Regions from separate parts of the Mus musculus genome. Here region 1 is linked to region 2. A link is a contact called in public HiChIP or PLAC-seq data. All regions are on one chromosome and are shown on one strand. Each heading gives the region's core, a stretch centred on a gene start, on an enhancer-like site or on the middle of the called end of the contact. The rest is flanking DNA. Distances are from core to core; before and after follow the strand shown.

Region 1 (5,932 bases), core at 2,538-5,037, 69 kb before region 2:
TAGATAAGAAAGTAAACAAGGAATAATGAAAGAGATTTTTTTTTCAAAGACACGCTTCAAGAGATAGCAAGTAACCAGTTCTATTTATCTTACGATATGACCAATCATTAAACACATTAAAGGACCAGAGAGCTGGCTTAGTGGCTAAGAGCACCAGCTGCTCTTGCAGAAGATCTGGGTTTGTTTCCCAGGACCCACAGGATAGCTCACAACGCCTGTGACTCCAGTTCAGAGGGTCTGGTGCCTTCTTCTGGCCTCTGTGGGCAACATGCACATACAGTGCTCAGACATACATGGAAGCAAACCATTCATACATAAAAAGATAGAAGTAAATAAAACCTTAAGCATACAGTCCTAGCTCCAACGAGTATTAGCATATGACACTGGCAAGTTCTGAGCTCTTAGCTGTAAAATGGGCCTGATAATCATTTTCCCTCTGCAGCAGGAAAGACATTTAATTAGACTCTTGGACCCCCATTCCTCTGCAGCAATACACTGCTTCCCCTACGTGAAGAAGCGGATCCCTGTCATGTACCAGCACCACACTGACCTGAACCCCATTGAGGTGGCCATCGATGAAATGAGCAAGAAGGTGGCCGAGCTCCGCCAGCTCTGCTCGTCGGCTGAAGTGGATATGATCAAACTGCAGCTCAAACTGCAGGGCAGTGTGAGCGTCCAGGTGAGCTCAAGAGCCCCTACAGGGCAGTGTGAGCGTCCAGTGAGCATGCAGGTGAGCTGAAGAGCCCCTACAAGGCAGTGTGAGCGTCCAGTGAGCATGCAGGTGAGCTGAAGAGCCCTGCAGGGCAGTGTGAGAGTCCAGGTGAGCTGAAGAGCCCGGGCAGGGCAGTGTGAGAGTCCAGTGAGCTGAAGAGCCCGGCAGGGCAGTGTGAGCATTCAATGAGCATGCAGGTGAGCTGAAGAGCCCTGCAGGGCAGTGTGAGCGTCCAGGTGAGCTCAAGAGCACCTACAGTAGAGGGATTTCCCTTCAGCTCATAGGCTCCAGTCCCTTCACACCAGAAAGATCTGTCCTACACCAGGTACTTCCCAGTTTCCCTGGTACCATAGCTTCAATTATTAGAGGGAGCAGTAGGCTTACCTACCCCCAGTCCTGCCTACAACCTGGTGGCCTTACTGAGCTCTTTGCTAAAGACAGTACACTCCTCTTGGAACCCTGACTTTTCAGTGACTTGGAGAATGTTGATTCATGGTTGCCAAGATACTCTGAAAGCCTAAGAGATATGGATAGCAGTAGGCTTTCCCATAAACCATTGGTTTTTAGTTTCCATGAAAATTGCATCTGAAAAAAAACACCTTGACTTTCACCCTCACTGTGGGTTTTGTTTGGTTTTGTTTTGTCTTATTTTTGGTTATCAGAAGGTCTTCATTTTGATTTCACCCAATCAAGTTAAGTGTGCTGGTAACATTTTTTGAATTCATTTCCTCTTGAGAATTTCATATATGAAAATGTATTTATATCATCCTTCCCAGCTCCTCCCATAACCTTCGTTCCTTCTCGGAATTTTTAAACTATCACACATACAGAGCCTGCTGAAGCCATTCAGTGTTATATACTCTCTCTCTCTCTCTCTCTCGCTCTCTCTCTCTCTCTCTCTCTCTCTCTCTCTCTCTCGTGTGTGTGTGGGGGGGGGGTTCGTGGGTGTGTGGGTGTTTCAGGCAGACCTGTTGGGACTGGATAGCCTGTCAGGGGCTTGTCCCCTGAGAAGGAGGAGTCTTCTTTTCTCAGTGCCTATAGCTCTTCATCTAGGGTGGGATCTAGGGTTGGGTGTCATGAGAGTCCCCAATTGTGTCGGCTTGTCTGTTGGTGTGTCGTTTCTCAAGTCTGATTTTAGAGAATCGCACTGTTGGGATTTTTAACAGGGGTACTACTGGTAGCTTTATCGGTATGATTGATTGATTGATTGATTGATTGTCCTTTTAGAGAAATGCATAGCACGTGTGGTGGCGCCTGTAATGATGCATATGTTGTTTGTGAAAATGTACCAAGCTATAGACTTACATGTTCTTCTTTTAAAAGTTATTTCAGACAGTGTCTCAGTCAGGGTTTCTATTCCTGCACAAAACATCATGACCAAGAAGCAAGTTGGGGAGGAAAGGGTTTATTCAGCTTATACTTCCACATTGCTGTTCATCATCAAAGGAAGTCAGGACTGGAACTCAAGCAGGTCAGGAAGCAGGAGCTGATGCAGAGGCCATGGAGGGATGTTCCTTACTGGTTTGCTTCCCTGGCTTGCTCAGCTTGCTCTCTTATAGAACCCAGGACTACCAGCCCAGGGATGGCACCAACCCACAATGGGCCCTTCCCCCTTGATCACTAATTGAGAAAATGCCTTACAGCTGGATCTCATGGAGGCATTTCCCCAACTTAAGCTCCTTTCTCTGAGATAACTCCAGTCTGTGTCAAGCTGACACACAAAACCAGCCAGGACAGAGAGTTAACTAGGTATCAGGTAAATTTTAAGTCAGCTCCCTGCAGTGACCAACTTCATACTTACATAAGGAGTTCGAGCACCTGTGTGTTCCTCCGTGTATCCCTAGAGTTCATAGTTGTCTCCTCCAAGTGTAGTCTGTGAAGGCTACACAGGTGTTCACTTTGTAAGTTCAGCACCCAGGACTCAGTTTCTGAAATCAGTTTTTCTCTGTTTCTTCAGATGCACATGTAAGGAACCATGAGCTTTAAGCTAGTATTTTACCAAATGTCATTGACCACAAAAGTATCTATAGATATTTTTAGTCATTCCCTCATGTCCTACAAGCTTAAATGCCAAAGGGAATATCAACATTCTAGCAACAACATGATTGTACAACAGGGCCAGAGGCCACATTTTCTGTAGCTAAAAAAAACGTCACTCGATGACTTGACCCGGGAACATGGAGCCTTAATCCACCAGCCAGTGAAGGGGCGGAGCCAGAGAGCTTGAACTCTCTGGAATGTAAAGCATGCAGAGCCATTGAACGATGGCCTTTGAGGTTTTATTAAAACACCCAGTCAGTCACCTTAAAGAACAATGAAGCCCATACTGAAATGAAGACTTGAAGTTCACACGGTGCCCACCTGGATAATGGAGCGGAGGCCAAAGAAAGTTAGCTTTCTTTCCTCTCAGCATTTCAGTAACTCTGGCTCCCAGAGGCTCCCAGGGCCATTGCTCTCACTGCCTCTTTAGCTTGGCTCTCCACCATCTTACTGCATTATGTTTTGCATAGACTCAGCAGCTCTGTGTCTGTGTCTGCTTAAAACTGGGCTGACTTTTCACACATCACATAGTCTTTGGGTTGGCTTCCCATTAGCTAGATTTCCACACAACCTGATGCAGAGGCTGCCACATTCAGTCACTACAGGAAGTTAGTACTCCATTGCTGAGGCCTTGCATCCGACACCAGCTTCTGCCTCCCTGTGTCCCCATAGCTGCGGTAAAGTCACCTAGCCCGATTCTGAGAGTGCTACACAGTCCTACACATGACGCATCAGCATTCCCTCCCTTGCCTTCTAAGCCCACCGGATCTTCCAGAAGAGATTGGGCAGTCCTTCCCCGAGCTCTCTGAGGCTCCTGATCTAGCCTTCCTGTCTTGTGTGGAATACCACCTCCAGAGAACTCTAATTGACTGGTTGGGAATTGGCAGCATCCTGCCATGTTGCTGAATGTTGATAATATTTGATCTCCAGTGCAATTCAGCTGAAGTCAGCAAGACGGCCGGCCTGTGGCTGCCTGTACCGTCCCGTGAAATGAACAATGCTTTGGTTTTGTTTCCTGGCTTGTAGGAGCCGGGAATATGGCTCAGTCAAACACTGCCCTGTGTTTTATCTCTCACTAGGTTCACCAGGTTGACCTGTTAGCTCAGTACAATGTAGCACCAACTCCAGTGTCTAAAACCCTGTTTGAAGGAACTTTCCTCCTGGGTTTGGAGACCTGGGCTCTGGTGTTGCACTCTGGTTGCTCAGACCTAAATAAGTCCATATGTCCCCTACGCTGATTCCCTCACAAGACCCGGAGGATGGCTTAGGTGATGGAATCAAGCCAGGTATAATGATGTAACTGAGTTTATGGTTTGTTTTTCTTGGCCTTCATGTACATGAAAATCAGTGATCCTGACTGACTTGCTTAAACAGCCTTTGGACTCCATGGCAACTGACTGACACAAATAAACAATACCAGCCATTTTTCTTCTAACACACTATCAAACCGTTGCTCTTCACCAGGTCAATGCTGGTCCGCTAGCATATGCCCGAGCCTTCCTCGATGACACCAACACAAAAAGATACCCTGACAATAAGGTGAAACTGCTGAAGGAAGTTTTCAGGTAAAGCCCACCGAAAGTTTCTCTTTAAGAAAGTCATCTGTTTCTCTGCGGTTGTCGGCTCTCTGTTACTATAGCAAACAGCAGAGGCAGTTTGCTTATAAAGAGGAAAGGTTGACGAGCTCACACACAGTGTTTGAGATTGTCTGGGGCCTGTGGTGAGGAGTGTATAGCCAGGTCTCCTGTGTACCAGCCAGGAAGCATGGAGACTAAGGAGGGGTCTTGAGTTCTGCAGCCCCCTCCATTGACATGCCACCAGCATCCTTCAGACTTCCCACTGGGTCCCACCTCCAAAAGCCCTACCAATAGCACCACACTGGGGACCACACTTAACAAAGGATGACTGGGGGTGTTACACAGCGAAACCATAGCACTGTTCTGGTTCAAGAGACAGATGCTTCCAGCTGGGCCAACGTCCCCTCCTACTTCCTTTCTCCTCTCTTACCTCACTCAGGCAATTTGTGGAAGCTTGTGGTCAAGCCTTGGCAGTGAACGAGCGTCTCATTAAAGAAGACCAACTGGAGTACCAGGAAGAGATGAAGGCCAACTACAGGGAGATGGCCAAGGAGCTCTCCGACATCATGCGTGAGCAGGTAAGCACCACACTGGCCTGGGCAGCGTGTGGGAAGTGTTGGGGTCTGAAATACTCCTGATAGTAAGCTAAGTCTTCCAGTAGTCCAGAATTATCATCTCTGAGAGAAAGTGTAACGTACCATAACTCAGAGAAGCAAGCAGCACGTGTTCCTAGGTCACGTTAAGCAGTGTGTGTGTGTGTGTGTGTGTGTGTGTGTGTGTGTGTTGGGGAGGGGAGTAGCGTAGTGTCTCGTCTTTCTCTGTGTTTCTTAAGCTTTGCCTTTGCCTACCCCAGCAAGGCAGAGAAACCACATCCATGCTGTGCTTACAGCTTCCTTTGATAGAACAGGGCTGACTGCCTGGTTTATCTGTTGGAGTAGGCGTCTTTTGTCATTTAAAAACAAAAAACAAAAACCGTAGGATTGTTCCAGGTGAACAGTTGTCACCCCAGAACACACAGGGCTCCTTACTCCTTGATTCTCTCTTCAAGGGCTTCCTTCCCCAATCTCTTGTGCTTTCTGTCCTTCCTCTGTGAATCCCCCATGTGGTCCCAGCAGGCATCAGAGGACATTCCCAGCCAGGGTGTCAAGCAGAGATCCATGGCAAGGAACATGCAGAGCAAGCCCAGTCACTGTATGTCACATTAGCTCCTGGATCTCGCACCCTGTCTGTCGCCCAGAGTATTGTCTCTGGTCTTGCAGAATGGAGGCTGGGACTTTTTGTCAGCCTGCCTTATCAGATGATAAATGGAAATTTCTTCCTTATTTTGGGGAGAATTTCATATATGGATACTACAGTTATACCTACCTCCTTGATGCTCCTCCCCACCTCTCTCTCTCTCTCTTTCTTTCTCTCTTTCTTTCTCTCTCTCTCTCTCTCTCTCTCTCTCTCACACACACACACACACACACACACACACACACACACACAAACACACACACACGTTCTCAACCTTGTGGTTCCTTATTCGTTGTTAGTTGTTACGTATATGTGCATACATTTGTAAATCCAACCTGCTGAGTCTATTGGCGTTACTCCTAGGTGT
Region 2 (5,907 bases), core at 1,407-3,906:
TTACATTTTGAGGGTACTTGGGTGTTTTTGTCTTTATAAAACTTACCAAATAGACCCTGGTGGTGGTAGTGACATACACCTTTAATTCCAGCAGAGGCATAAAGGGGCAGAGACAGGTGGATCTGTGTTCAAGGCCAGCCTGGTCTACAGAGCAAGTTCCAGGACAGCCAGGGCCACAGAGAGAAACCCTGCTGGGGTTGGGGATGGATTTTTACATATTTTGTTTTTACTTGTTAATTCACTGCTAGAAAACAAAACTGCACATGTGTTTGTTACATTTCTACTGACCATGCTTTTCTAGGCAGACTGGAGGGTAAACTGCTGGGAAGGAGACTCCAGCCCAGGCAAACAGGATCCACCAGTGGAAAGTGTGCCATTCTCCCATGTTTGATCTTTAGAAGGGAATTCACTGAAACATGTTTTTCTGAGGTAGTTGATTCTCTCTTAAAATTTAATTTTTTTTTCTTTCTTTCCTCCAGTTTGCCATCAAAAACAGGTTTCGGCACCGAAGTAAGGCATATCCCAAGAGGGAGCACTGGCTGGACTGGGCTAAAGAGAAATACGACGTAAGTCATATTCCTGCAGCAGTGGCCCTAGCTACTCCAGGAAATGGGCATGGGAGGAAAGGACAGTGCAGAGGGTTAGTACATGGGCAGTACCCTCGGCCGCATCCTCCCAATGCTAATAGTGTGTGGACTGGAGAACACAGTGCAGAGTGTTAGCACATGGGCAATACCCTTGGCCATGTCCTCCGAGCGTTTAATAGCGTGTGGAATACAACTATGCACAAGTGCTCTGAAAAGACTTTAAAAGGATGGTTATCACTTATTGTGAAGCAACATGACGCCCTCATAGCTGCTCACTTGGGTCATCTTCTGTTAGGTGTAGGCCATGAGATCACATGACTTCAGTTTGAACAGAGAAGGGCTGGGTGGTGATGACCGACTTTGAGACTAACAGTTAGTGAGCTGTGGCGGCTGGCCTCCCACACAGCTACTCTTGCTCGGTGGTCACCTGTTTAGAATGTCTGGTTTCCTAGAGAAACCCGCGCTCACATCCTTTAGACTGACTCGTCTCCTCCCAGCTAGATGCAAACATCCCCACTTGGCAGCAGAGCAGCGACTGCTGTTGACTGCAGCCCTGGCTGATTTGTCTACCTGCAGGAGCGGCTCATCTCACAGATTAAGATGGTCACGAAGGTGATGTTCCTGTACATCCCACTCCCCATGTTCTGGGCCTTGTTTGACCAGCAGGTAATGTCTCTCGTTTGATCAGAATGTAGTTAAGTACTGCCATGTGCCCAGCTATGCTGGGTGTTCAGCTCCTAAACACCCAGTAATTTTTGGCATCTTACTGAGTTTCTTGGTTAGAATGTATCCTGAAAGGATCCACCCGCATGTCTATTGTGAATCAGTGAAGAAAGTGAGGTTTGTTTCCCTAGGGTAACCCTGGGGAGATCTCCTCAGAGAGCATCTGGGACACTTGTGGATCACAACTGAGGGCAGAGAGAGTTTGTTCTATTGACCCAGCATGGTCAAAGGTGTTGCCTTTGAAGAGACTTGAGGACTGTTCTAATTAACAGGGCTTGATTCAACTCTCCCACTTTAAAATGGAATACTTGAACCAGAAGTGCCCTACAGAATTGAAAATGACTGTACACAAGTTCTTGTACTTGAAGCAGTTCCTGACCAGACCAGACCTGTGGCTCTGGACTTTCTTTTTAATTGTTAAAACATCCATACACATATACAGTGTCTTTTATCATATACATTCACCATTACCTCCTTCCAACTGCCCTATGCCATGTCCCTCCTAACTTCACATTCTACTTGACTGCTGTGATTCTAACCTAAGTCCAGTTAGCACATAGATACGATGCCATCTATAGGACACACACTGGAGTCCTGCACACTCCTGTCAGACAACCCAGTGCACAATACTCACAAGTCAAAGCAAGAAAACTCTGCTTCTTCTAGAGACTGAGAGCAAGCATGTGTTATGCACAGATAGGATTACTGGAAGGCTAGGCGATCCATGGAGAATGTTTGAGCAAACACATATTCCTTGTCGGTAGTATGAAGTATGCAGCAGCCTAGGAAGGGCAAAGGAGCCACCTTGAGTATGGAAAGAGCCTAACTGGGGTCAGACTCACACTCAGAATGCAGGCATTGCTGGTAGCTGGGTGATATGGGCTCATCACTTGGAACCCTTCTGATCATGTTTGTGCTACTCACCTACCTCTGCTGTGAGGCCCAAATCAGACAAAGTCCCCGGTGACTGGTACAAACTCAAGAGTCGAACAGGGGCAGGGTGGCCACTTCCCATGGGGAGCTGATGGATTTATATCGATCCACTAAGCATTTAGTCTTCCATAAAAATCATCACATCGTGTAAGAGACAGATAGATGATCTGTAATTAGGCTGCCGTGATTTAAGACCACTACTATCTTTATGATAAAGCATTTAAAACCCCTCCCTGGCTTTCTTTACCATTGTAATGTTCTAGATACTGACACTGGCACCTGTAGAACACAGGGCCCTGATGAGCTTACCCTGAGAGGTGGTACCATGTAATCACACAGTTTTATATCTCCCGAGGACAGCTCTGTCTCAGAGGTCCTTCACAAAGCCCAGGATGTGCCACTGGCTTTTGTCTTCCTAGAACTGTGACAGAGCCGAGAGGCAAATTAGAGATTTCAGTCCTGATTTAGAAGGTTTGCTGGTGATATACCACATCCTAAAAAGCCACATCCTCCATGACACAATCGATGTGTTAATTTTTTAGGGTTCCAGATGGACACTGCAAGCAACGACCATGAATGGGAAAATTGTAAGTTTGCCTGTCCTGGTCTGTCCCTCCTCCTGGTCACCACCGCCCTGCTTTAGTCCCTCAGTCCTTTCTTCTTCCCTTCCATGTTTTTTTTTTCTTTCAGTAAGACTTTGCCTCCTCTTTTTTAGGGAGCAATTGAAATTCAGCCGGACCAGATGCAGGTAGGAGAAAGGCTCAGCTCACTTTCCAAAGCCCACGTGTTTCCTGTGGTTGCGTTAAAGGCCCCTCTCCACTTCCTCTGCAGACGGTGAATGCCATCTTGATTGTCATCATGGTCCCCATTGTGGACGCTGTGGTGTACCCGCTCATTGCAAAATGTGGTTTCAACTTCACGTAAGTAGCTGTTTGGCTTGGGTTGACTGAGATGCAGTTGGTGGCTGTTTGGCTTGGGTTGACTGAGATGCTATTGGTCCAGGGCCTCGTAAATGCTCTGCTTCCAGAAGCTCCCATCGAGGTGATGGCACATTTATTTATTTTATTTTTGCAGTACTGGCAATTGAACCTAGTAGATTTCACACATGCCAGACAAATAATATTCTTTTACTGAGATAGAACACCAGCCCTCTTTTTCATTTCTATTTTGAGACAAGGCTGGCCCTATATTCACCCTGCCGCCTAGTTAGACATTGAACTTGCGTACTGCCCAAGTAGATAGGATTATAGGCCTATGCTACCGGGCTTGGCTGATGATGAAATTTTCAAAGTAATAAATTTAGAAATATTGGGGGGTAGGAGATATCTCACTGGGTAAGAGTGCTTGCTGTGCAAGCATTAAGACCCAAGTTCAGATCCATAGGGCCCATGCAAAAGGCCAGGTATGGCAGTGTGCATCTGCAACTTCCGAGGTAGGGGACAGAAATGGGCAGATCCCTGGAGCTGCTGGCTAGCCAGCTTAGCCAAACATGGTGAGCTACAGGTTCAGTGAGAAGTCCTGCCTTGTGAAAGTAAAATGGACAGGGACAGAAGACATCTGACATCCTCTGGCCTCCCCATGTGCACACATGGGCCTGTACATATCCATACACATTTGTATACAGCATACACGCACGCGCGCGCACACACACACACACACACACACACAGAGCTTTAAAAAGAGATGTCTATATGCAATGCCTCTGAAATGCCCTTTAAAATAAATAAAAATGCTATTAATGGAAGCCTGAAAACATTAGCTGTGATCATAGGATTTTTAGAAGTTGAATGTGAGAATGTGAATAGGCATTCTATTTGACCCCACTAGTCTGGTCATGAGTAGTAACAGAGAGGGACTCAGAGATGGCTCAATGGTTAGGAATGCTTGCTTCTCAAGCACACAGACCACAGTTTCCACCCCAGCATCCACACGGAGCAGTTCACAAATGCTGTGACTCCAGCTCCTGGGGATCTGGCATCTTCTTCTGGCCTCTGAGAGCACCCTCACATGCATGTGGGCATATACTGAGAGCACCCTCACATGCATATGTGCATACACTGAGAGCACCCTCACATGCATGTATGCATATACTGAGAGCACCCTCACATGCATATGTGCATACACTGAGAGCACCCTCACATGCATGTGTGCATATACTGAGAGCACCCTCACATGCATATGTGCATACACTGAGAGCACCCTCACATGCATGTGTGCATATACTGACAGCGCCCTCACATGCATGTGTGCATATACTGAGAGCACCCTCACATGCATGTGTGCATACACTGAGAGCACCCTCACATGCATGTGGGCATATACTGAGAGCACCCTCACATGCATATGTGCATACACTGAGAGCACCCTCACATGCATATGTGCATATACTGAGAGCACCCTCACATGCATGTGTGCATACACTGAGAGCACCCTCACATGCATATGTGCATACACTGAGAGCACCCTCACATGCATATGTGCATACACTGAGAGCACCCTCACATGCATGTGGGCATATACTGAGAGCACCCTCACATGCATATGTGCATACACTGAGAGCACCCTCACATGCATATGTGCATACACTGAGAGCACCCTCACATGCATATGTGCATACACTGAGAGCGCCCTCACATGCATGTGTGCATATACTGAGAGCACCCTCACATGCATGTGTGCATACACTGAGAGCACCCTCACATGCATGTGTGCATATACTGACAGCGCCCTCACACTCATGTGGGCATATACTCACATTGACATGCATACGTAAAATCCTAAAACAATAAAAACACCACCAGCAGCTTCCAATACAGCTGTCTTTGCAGGGAAGCCAAGGGGATGTGAGGTGAGGAGGATTTTCCTTTAGGGCTTACTCTTGGCTCGTCTGGGGGATGCAGGCTGGGGTTCACGTTCCTCTTGTCTGCATCAGATCCCTGAAGAAGATGACTGTTGGGATGTTCCTGGCGTCCATGGCCTTTGTGGTGGCTGCAATTGTGCAGGTGGAAATCGATGTGAGTCTTCTCCTGGGCTCAGCATCTTCCTTCTCTGGGCTGGGAGGATTAGAGGAGACTAGGGGAAACTCCCCATATGCAGCAGGAATTCCTGGAGTAAAAACAGTACAGGGCGGGGGTGGGGCAAAGTAGTCCATCAGTTAGCGCAGTGAGTGGGCGACGGCTAGGTCCTGAGCTAATGGGCGGGCTTCGGTATGAGAAAAGTCTAGGCGAGTGACTCCACCTGTGCTATGGTCTCTGTAATGGGAGATAAGTTCGTGGAATCGCTCCCAGCACAGATTTGGTGAGAAGCTTGTCACAAACGGGCACTTGGGAAATGCATAAACCGTCTTCCTCACAGAGGAACACATTTTGGGTTCTGATATCTCTCCTAAGGGATAATTCCTAAACGGATCCTAATACCTGCTGGGTGAATCTGTGCTAAACCAGCCCAGTGCTGCCTGCTGGAAATAAGGCCTTAGTTCTTAAAGGCAGGGACTATGTGGCCCATAAAACTAGAGGAGACTCTCTCTCTCTCTCTCTCTCTCTCTCTCTCTCTGTCTGTCTGTCTTCTCTCTCTCTTTCCTCCTCTGCCTCTGTCTCTCTGTCTGTCTTTCTCTCTGTCTTCTCTCTCTCTCTTCCTCCTCTGTCTCTCTGTCTGTCTGTCTGTC

Evidence for each region. HiChIP or PLAC-seq counts read pairs in DNA pulled down with a chosen protein or histone mark.
Region 1: an H3K27ac HiChIP or PLAC-seq map of embryonic stem cells shows a contact between it and region 2, with 6 read pairs. The contact joins two enhancer-like sites. A contact is called at or near these places in 6 of 484 Hi-C or Micro-C datasets (CD4 single positive thymocytes, DN3 thymocytes, embryonic stem cells and 3 more), 4 of 115 datasets of contacts at active chromatin or transcription factors (CD8 T cells, embryonic stem cells and memory CD8 T cells) and 1 of 9 other capture datasets (embryonic stem cells).

What each region holds. Positions count from the first base shown.
Region 1 is chr14:121,544,941-121,550,872 of GRCm38.p6, reverse strand. It overlaps Dock9 (dedicator of cytokinesis 9), which reads left to right. Exons shown (of 54, transcript NM_001081039.1): 51 at 489-679; 52 at 4,217-4,317; 53 at 4,769-4,907. Among named protein-coding and RNA genes, the nearest start is that of Slc15a1, 43 kb to the right of the region's middle. Within about 2 kb of position 3,787, at least 41 of the 459 cell types and tissues checked have an H3K27ac peak or open chromatin away from gene starts, as enhancers often do.
Region 2 is chr14:121,475,315-121,481,221 of GRCm38.p6, reverse strand. Slc15a1 (solute carrier family 15 (oligopeptide transporter), member 1) reads left to right here. Exons shown (of 23, transcript NM_053079.2): 10 at 480-566; 11 at 1,164-1,253; 12 at 2,786-2,830; 13 at 2,959-2,991; 14 at 3,075-3,163; 15 at 5,176-5,257. Among named protein-coding and RNA genes, the nearest start is that of Gm33299, 21 kb to the right of the region's middle. Within about 2 kb of position 2,656, at least 50 of the 459 cell types and tissues checked have an H3K27ac peak or open chromatin away from gene starts, as enhancers often do.